2 separate regions of the Triticum aestivum genome follow, and region 2 is linked to region 1. A link is a contact called in public Hi-C data. All regions are on one chromosome and are shown on one strand. Each heading gives the region's core, a stretch centred on a gene start, on an enhancer-like site or on the middle of the called end of the contact. The rest is flanking DNA. Distances are from core to core; before and after follow the strand shown.

Region 1 (4,483 bases), core at 158-2,657:
GGGGCGGCAAATCGACGGCCAGCAAGTGCCGAATTTGCGAAAGGGGATGGGGAAAAGCTTGGAAATTTAGGGATGCGGGAAAGGGGAGCGGTGGAGTTGCGCGGGGGAGCGGTGGAGCTGCGCGGGTAGAGGTGGATCCACCTGGGGTTGCGGTGGAGCAGCGCTGCGGCGCGGTGTGATCGAGCTACGCGACGTCGCCGGCGTCCCGGGGGAGCTGTGCGGTGGAGCTGAGCAGTGGAGGAGACGACTGGACCGCGGGTTCGGTCGGATAAACCTGAAGGACTTTTTTGAAAAAATATCGTTGCAACAAGAATTACGGGACGAAGGGAGTACGTACATACCCATGTTGGTTTCCTAGCTCGCGTTAGTCCAAAACAAGGTAATTAGTTGGTATGGATCGACTGGGTCAATTACGAAATCGAGTGGATCAACTAATTAAGCACGTGATGGTAAAAAGTATGCGTCTAGTCAAACAAACCCAGTCGAGTGGTAGTGCTTTGCTATGGCTGATTCCCAAAAGTAAGTATGCCCCTAGACGTACTGGAGTAGTGAAGAATCTCGTGCGAGATCCTCGCATGACTTCTTTGGGATGCGGATATAGGGTCTGTTTGGTTGGAGACTAGCGTGGTCAAGCCAAAGTGTGGCTAGCCACATAAGTATGACAAGTCACACAAGTGTGGCTAAGAAATTAGACGTCAAACTTTGGCAAAACTTGGTAAAAAAATTATCTCTTTGACAAGTGGGCCATAGGGCAAAAAGTGTGGCAAGCCAAAGTGTGGCAAGAACTAAACACATGCTTGACAAACTGTGGCTGCCAAATTTTGGCTTGGCAAACTGTGGCTGGGAACCAAACAGCCTCATAGAAACTGTGTGAGGGTCTGTCAGGCCAAGATAGTGCGCGCGGTGGACAGCAACGTGGGAGAAAGAAACGGCAGAAAGCATGCACTACTACTACGTGATGACGGCTAGCTGTGGAGATTGCCGATCCGACCCTTGCATGCCGTGGGCGTATACAGTATGTATCAACGGGCCGGACCCATCAATACGAAAGTGACGGTCATGACGCCGTACGCAGCAGGGAGAAGGCCGGAGTTGGATCATGGATAGCAGCCGAGGCATCCAGGCGTGCCTTCACACAGACACCGGTGTTGAACCTCCAGGCAGATTCATGTATGATGTATCAAACACACATAGTTTTCGCCGCCAGCGGCGGCGCCCGCCTAGGTCAGCCGCCGGTGTAATTTTATATTAACAGCGAATTAGTTAATCTGTTTGCATTCCTCTCTGCTCAGCTCAGCTTACACAGAGTATTTTCTGTGCGTGTCTCTGTTGCCAACCGGCCACAGAAATGTATACTCTGTTCCCCGGCCAGTTAAATTATACAGAGCAACTTACGTATGCGATCGCGACCGAATCATCTGCCCGTCGGTCGTTTGCTTTGCAAATAACAAATGAAGTACTCAGAGGAGCTCTCCTAGATGGAGTGGCGGACATCACAAAGATTGCTGTTGCCAGTCTGGGTTCGAGTCTCCTCATTCTCCTATAAGAATAAGACAGGGGGCTTCTTTCCCTCTGTTCTCATTCTTTTTTTACAAATGAAGTACTCATACTGAGCAGTGAGCACTACCAGCAAGCGGACATAATCAACTCGATCAGTACGGCTCTGCTCTAAAGGCTAGCCAGATAGCCTGGCCATGACCCAGGAGCACGAGATACACATGTTAATTAAGCCCTTTCCCGGCATGTGCACTCCATCTCTGAGCGCGTGAAGCTTGTGATTCTCACGACACGCCGCTAGCACTTCACGCACATGCTGCTAGAAGAGCAACTACTACTAGTATAGTTTCCGTACAACTTAACTTATATCATAATCTGCGCGCGGAGATTACTTTATGCTCCATGCACATAAATATATATGTACAGTTCTTAGCTAGAATACTGAATTCGTCAGGATTAAGAAGGACGGCTAGTTGTGTAGTGATAGTGCAGAAAGTTTGTCCAAGACAGAAACTGACGTGTTTGTGGCCTTTGGACTACTACTCAAGAGCAGGTCTCTCGCAAGGATGAATTGATAGAATTTTGCCATGCATGATGCATGCCAAGTCCCTTCATAAGAGCATCTCCAACAGCCGCGCTATATAAGTGCCACGCTGAAAATTTTAGATTTTTTACGCGCGCGCAACATTCTGAGAACTCCAGCGGAGGCGTTAAAACTGTGTGCGTGACATAAGTAGTTTAGCGCGTCGGTCGGAACGGCATCGCGTGCCGTTTATTTGCTGTGCCCGCTCCCGCGCGCTGCACACTCGAGCGCCCGCTCACGACTTCCACCTACCCCAATCAAATCACTGGCGCCACCGGCCGCACCATTCCGGCGCTTCCTCCGTCTCCCTCTAGTCGCTGCTGCTGCTTCCTCCGTCTCCCTCTAGTCACCGCCGCCCCTCGCACGCGCCATTCCTCCAACGAACATCACAGCGCCATTCCTCCGACGAACAGCGGCCGGCCGCCCACTGCCGCTCGGGACCCACAAGGTGTTCGACAAAACGCTTGCGAGGTATGTATTGCTTCAACTTCACATTTTTACATGAATTTGGTGCATGTTGTTTGTAGTTTTTAAAGACTAGTTTAAATTCAACATGGTAGATGAGTTTGTCATATGATTCTTCGGAAGAAGGATTTGATATTGGAGAGGAGGAGGACCTTGCAATGATCCTAGCTATGCACATTAATATAAAAAAACGAAGCGTGGTGGTTCGGTTATGGGTCGGCAGAAAATTTGGAGGGATGGGATCGATGCCGACAACAGATTGACAAGGCACTATTTTGTGGATAATCCCGTGTACCCCGAGTCGTACTTCATGCGCTGGTTTAGGATGAGCACCGAGTTGTTCAGGCCCATTGCAGAGAAATTAGCAAGCCATGATCAGTTTTTTCAGCAAAGGATGAATGCCGCCAGAGAGCTCGGGCATAGCACCTTTCAAAAGGTGACAACCGTTTTGCGTATGTTGCCATACAGTATTCCGGATGATCTAGTTGATGATCACTTGGCCATGGGTAAGAGTCAAGCCATCATGTGTGTCAAGCGCTTAACAGACGGAATTGTGTAAGTGTTTGGTACGGAGTATTTAAGATCTCCCAATGTTGAAGACTGTGCAAGGCTTTTGCAAATGAACAAAGCTTGCGGGTTTCCAAGTATGCTTGGCTCAATAAATTGCATGCATTGGAGTTGGAAGTACTGTCCTAAGGCATGTCATGGTCAATTCCACAGCCAAAAAAAGGGTTCCGCTATAATCCTTGAAGCGGTGGCCGATCAAGAGACTTGGATTTGGCATGCTTTTTTTTGAATGTCTGGATCTTTGAATAACATTAACGTTGTTAATCGGTCAGCACAGATGAATAAAATTGCAAATGGCGAACTACCACCGGTGCAGTTTGTAGCAAATGACCATACATACAACTATGGCTACTATCTTGCGAATGGCATCTACCCAAAGTGGCAAACATTTATGAAGCCGTTAGAAAACCGGAAGGTAAAAAAATCATGATTTCCACAATGGTCAGGCGGCGGCTAGGAAAGATGTGGAGAGAGCTTCTGGAATTTTGCAAGCCGCCCAATTTGCCATTGTGAGAGGATCGGCTAGATTTTGGGATCAAAAAGATGCTTTGATACATCATGCACGCTTGTGTGATCATGCACAACATGATCATCGAGAATGAGCATAGTCAAGATTTAGACTACTCTCAGTATGAGCTCTTAGGACATCCCATGCGAGTACGACGGAGGGCTGCCAGGGTGGCCCGTTTTGTTGCCTCCTATCATGTAATTCGACATGCCGAAACGCATGATGATCTTCAGAAGGATCTCATTGAGGAGTGGTGGGCATTGGAACGGCCGACAAAGAGCATGATTTTTTTTTCTTTGATGTTGTATGTTTGATGTTGTATTGTTGAACTATTTGTTCTATTGCAAGATAAACTATTTGTTTGAGTTGTAATAATAAAATTGAACTATTTTTTATTGTTGGTTTTTACTTTGTTTGTGTTTGATCTTCTTGGTTGTGTTTGAAGTACATATGTTGTTTGTGCGAGAGCACGCGCAGTTTTTTTTTTTTTTTGCGGTGGCTGCTGAAGCGGCTCGCGCGCGCTAAACTTTGCAGCAACCGCTGGAGCAAGCGCTTCTCGCCGCGCAAAAACTCACGATTCACGCGCTGGAAACGCTTTTTTAGAAGAGCTGCTCTAATGGTATACTTTTCCCGGCAACAATACGGCGACAATTCAAAATTGTACTACAATTCAACCGGTCGATGGAAGACTTTTCGCGCTGACTTTTTTGTCTATACGGGTCAGTTTCAGTGGAAGGTGTATGCAATACTCCCTCCGTTTTAAAATATAGTGATTTCTCTATTTCCGTGCTTCAATTTTGACGATACATTTAACCAGCGAGATTGACTGCGGTGCGAGCAAAAATTATACCAATGAATTCGTA
Region 2 (4,834 bases), core at 2,147-4,646, 140 kb before region 1:
TAGTCGCGCCCGTTCGGTCGCGGTTGCGCAACCGCGACTAATGGCAGTTGCGAACCGCGACCAAAGGCCCTTTTTCCACCAGTGCATAATGCATGCAACATGACTTAAACCCTAGTGGACTGGGATACTACTGTCCCTCTAACCATCTAATCACAATTTAGTTCGCAACTAGTGCATCCATGGACGAAAGATACCACGTGCTAAAAAATGGACTAGTGCATCCGAGAAATGCACTAGTTCTACCAACCCATATGAGCGCCGTTTCATTGATCGTCAAAATGATACACCTCTGTATGCGCAAGCAAAGAGCAAAACAAACTGATTAATTTTTGTAACCTTGGCCGGCCGGCGTCCACCATGCTAGGCACCTGCCGCGCGCCGCCGTCGGTGGGGGAAAGCATGTTGAACACACGGGTTGAATCTGTCTGGAAGTTAACGATCGGCGGCCCTGTGAATGCACGCTCCCACGATTGTCCTCCCCTTGTGGCATACGCTGCCCGTGCCGTAAAAGATTTCCGTGATTAAATGATCCCGAGAAATTAGTTTCCATTCTGTCTTGACCGGTTGACCCTCTATCCGTCCTATCCGCATCGTCAGCCCTGTGAGAAGTTAACCAAGTCTTTTTTTTTTAACATCAGGATAGATACAAGCGCTTATATACACGCGCATACACTCACTCCTATGAATGCACACACACACATCCTACCTCCATGAGCACCTCTGAAAGACTGAGTTGACATATCATCTTAAAATTTACGTAGTCATCTAGGCACCTCGTCGTCGACGGAAACGTCTCCTTCCATTAAATGCGCATCGCCGGAAATCCTTAGATAAATCCAGGAATAATTACGAGCATCAGGATTTGAACCCTGATGGGTTGTGGATACCACAGTCCCTCTAACCATCCAACCACAGGTAGGTTCGTAAGTTAACCAAGTCTTCATCTGAATCTCGGACGTGGATCTCGCCTCGCTTCTTCTTCTTCTTCTTTTTGATCAGTCGCTTCTTTTCTACGAGCTGGAGATTCGTCGACGGGAATAGTTCATGTGCTCGTCCATCAATGAACTTTACGAATCGGTCTCTATAGCCAAGCACAATGGTCAGGCCAAGGAGTACCGTATACTTTTACTCTGGCACGTGCTGGATCGCTCGGCTATATAGCTCGGACAGGCCAAGGAGTCCCTCAATCTTGTCATCTACCAGTGGCCCAGTGGGTAAATATTGGGTGAACCAACTAAAAATCTTGCTCGGACAAAGGAACCGTCCGGTTTCCAACTCACTTGTGGAGGAGTATCAGGGAGACCAGGGGGGAGCCAGGATGAAACATGAGAGGGGGCAAAGAGGTTTAGGATTTTTTTTCTTCAGAAAAGTGTATACGAACTAATGGCTAGATCATGTAAGAAACTAACCACACAAAGCATGCATATTGTGTGAAAGAAGCAAAACAAAAAATCACATGATCACGCACATAATAATGAAAAAAATCATTGCCAAAATAAAAGTAAGCTAACCACTTTAGGTACCGTAACTTGAGAAATATGAATATGCCGTTCCTTTTTGTTGGTACGTCCGTGAATTCTAGCCTTCACGCTGCAGGAAAAATAGAAGTGTTTAAATGTAAAGAGAGAATGTAAACGTAGATTGCTAAAAATATAAGCTTGAGCACACTACCTTCCGTTAAGATAATCGATATTAAAATCTACTATCTTCCTTTTAGATGGATGGTAATTAGCTTGTTCAGATTGAGTGTTGTAAGCCTACTACCAGTTGCGGATTTTCCAAAAAAATCTGTTCATTAGCTTTCTAAATAAATTGAAGTACATGAAGACATAATATTACTGTAGTCCAGAGTTTTTATTCTGCTCCCATGTGCTCAAACTTATTCATATGAAATTATTACATATAGCAAGATTCAATCAACCTAATTACCAATTTGTACCTTTTAAACCTGGAATCAGAATAGACTGAAAATATGGAAATTAGAAGATAAAAATGAGAACTGAACCTAGGGCTTACCTTGATTGAAAGATTGATGAGCGGCGCACGTATTGTTTTTCCTTAGGGACGGCGACCCGGCCGGTCAGCCGGAGTGCATGGTGCAGATCAAGGTTCACAGTCGGAGGGACGGCCTGTAGGTAGCTTAGAGTTACAGGCGTCGACAGCTTCGGCTTGCCACGGCGGTCGCATGCATGAGCAGCAGATTAGTCAGGAGCCAGGCGGCGGCGCATAGGTTTCTAGCGATTTGGCAAGCAACTGCCCGTATGCATCTGCCTGCTTCGTATTCTTTCTACATGGGCTGCAACTCACACATGGGCGGATGGGCTTTACATAACCGAAAAATTAAGGAGTGGGGGCAAATAGCCTGGGCTGAGCGGGGGCAACGATATGCATATTAGGCCTGGTATACATGGGCCAAAAAATCGAGTGGGGGCATTCGCCCCCACAACCTCTTACGTAGATTCGCCCCTGAGGGAGACCACCACGAGCAAATTAGTGACTCATTTAACACTTGCATGCATGAATCTCGCACACGAAAGATTGGCAAATTAGTAGAACATGGATTCGCACGGGTCAAGGTCCGCGACAAGTCGCCGGTCGGCCACCGGATCGTGAGAAGTGGACTCCACAAGGCTGCCGGCAGGCAATGGCCAAGCCCCGAAAAAAAAAAAGTCCCACTCCACCACCAGCGAGGCGACGTCACCGGCCGCATGCCCCCATCCGACCCCATCGAGTTCTGCGTGCAGGCAGCAACTGCATCTCCGGCTGTCTTTCGTGTTTGCGATTTTCTACTGCTTTAGATGAACGCCGTTGACATTTAAAATTAGTCGACCTTCAAGCTAGTCCCAAATCAAACGTGTTGCAATCGATTAGTGCCGCCATGACCTGCATCTGCATGCATGGGCACGGCAAGTAAGGAAACGTAAGAAAGTCATCGTGCAAGTGGCCAAACCCATGAGAAAGCCGATTCCACCTTCCAGCCATGTCCTGGCGTTGACCCGTGGAAGAGGCTACTGCATGTACTCCATCCGTCCGAAAATACTTGTCATCAAAATAGGTAAAAGGTGATATATCTCAAACTAAAATACATCTAGATACATCTTCTTTTATCCATTTTGATGACAAGTATTTCCGGATGGAGGTAGTACCTCCTAGCACTCAACTCTCAAGGGGTCACTAGCAGCTGCGTACCGTTGAAACCGACCCAGAGTATGTATGAAAAAGTCTGCACGAAAAGTCAACCGTCCATGCTGAACTAAGTTCGTTTGAATTTTACAATTCTTGCTTCTGGAGAGACTTGGCATGCATCATGAACATCGAACATTCGATCAGTTAGAGCATCTACAGCCGAGCACCTCAAATTCACCTCATACACTCGGACGAACCGCCCGGTTATTGACCGGTCACGATTTTCAACGCAAAGGGGCTCCTTAAATGGGCCCCAAACGTCCGGGTTGACGGACACCCCTCATATCCAGCCCAAATATAAGACGGATATGGGGCGCCCGGGAATGCCCGCATTGCTGGTAGCTAGTCAGTACTCTATTGGAGTTAATTATTTTGCGAAGCAGAGGACCGACAGCCGGACACGTAAACAACATTATTATCTGTTGATTATCCAGTCACGTAATGTACAACTATGTTAATTATCCAGTCACGTACGCACGAAACAGCTGCGTAAGCTGAGCAGATAGCAATGCAGACAGATTAAGTAACTAATTAGCGGTTTTGTAAGAACAATAATTATCCCGGCGTCTGACCAAGGCGGGCGCCGCCGCCGCGGTGAAAACGACGTGGTGTCGGTACGGGGCTCCATGCATGGCTCGGCTGCCACCCATCTCGGGGCTTCTCGTTGCTGCGTACGGCGTCCCGAGTCCCGACCGTCTCTTTCGGTCTCCGCACGCGCGCCAGGCCGATTAGTAATCCGGTGAGACTTTTTTTCGAAAAAACTTCCAATCAATTCATCTTCAATAATGGCAGTACAATGAATACCAGAAATAAAAATTACATCCAGAATCATAGACCACCTAGACGACTACAAGCACTGAAGCAAGCCGAAGGCGCGCCGCCGTCATCGCCCTCCATCGCCGGAGCCGGGCACATGGTTTGGTGATACATTCGCCCACGGCATGCAAAAGCTCGGATCCGCAATTTGCACAGCTAGCCGGCACATACTACCTCTGTGTCGAAATAATTGTAGCTGGGAAAACTAATACAAGTTCTCCCAGCTATAAATAATTTGATACAGAGGGAGTAGTATATATACAGGTCATGTTCATGCATGCTCCGTGCCATTTCTTTTTTTTAGAACGAAGGCTCGCGAGGAGCCCGGCTTTGAATTAACAAAGCCATCAGCCGGCCAGGAGTTACAGCAAACAACCAAATTACAGCGGTCAGAAGGATACAATGGGAACACTGGACTGAAACGCTAACTACAACCTCCACAAGCAGCTAATGCAAAGGAAATTAAGATTACAACTTGCAAAGGCCGAGCACTCCACACTAGGATCATATGAGGAAAAGCAGAGCAGCAAAGCAGGGCATATCCGACCTTCAAAGATGGCCATGCTCCAGGAACACCTAGAGAAGAAGGGGAACAACATCTTCCATCTCAATCACCGAAGAGGGACCCTACCCCCTCGCCATGGCTCGTAGGCGCCGCACCGTCGGGGTTTCGAGGAGCTCACCCTAGAGCTCGAAGAATGCCGCCCTCACATCGGAAGGTGGACATAGTGTGGCCACTTCAATTTGGGATATCCCTAGCCGGCCGCTCCGCCACGGTCCATGCCCAGCTAGGTGGAAATACGCTTCGTGGAATCGGACGATGAAGAGGAGG

The links. A called contact is a pair of places that touch in the nucleus more often than the background predicts.
Region 2: a Hi-C map of root shows a contact between it and region 1, with 7 times the contacts expected there. The contact joins two enhancer-like sites. A contact is called at or near these places in 3 of 5 Hi-C or Micro-C datasets (leaf and root).

The regions. Positions count from the first base shown.
Region 1 is chr7B:694,859,640-694,864,122 of IWGSC CS RefSeq v2.1, reverse strand. No RefSeq gene overlaps it. Among protein-coding and RNA genes, the nearest start is that of LOC123162964, 11 kb to the right of the region's middle. Within about 2 kb of position 1,407, at least 2 of the 8 cell types and tissues checked have an H3K27ac peak or open chromatin away from gene starts, as enhancers often do. A contact at or near this core is called in root, where this site is marked.
Region 2 is chr7B:694,997,848-695,002,681 of IWGSC CS RefSeq v2.1, reverse strand. No RefSeq gene overlaps it. Among protein-coding and RNA genes, the nearest start is that of TRNAS-AGA, 78 kb to the left of the region's middle. Within about 2 kb of position 3,396, at least 2 of the 8 cell types and tissues checked have an H3K27ac peak or open chromatin away from gene starts, as enhancers often do. A contact at or near this core is called in root, where this site is marked.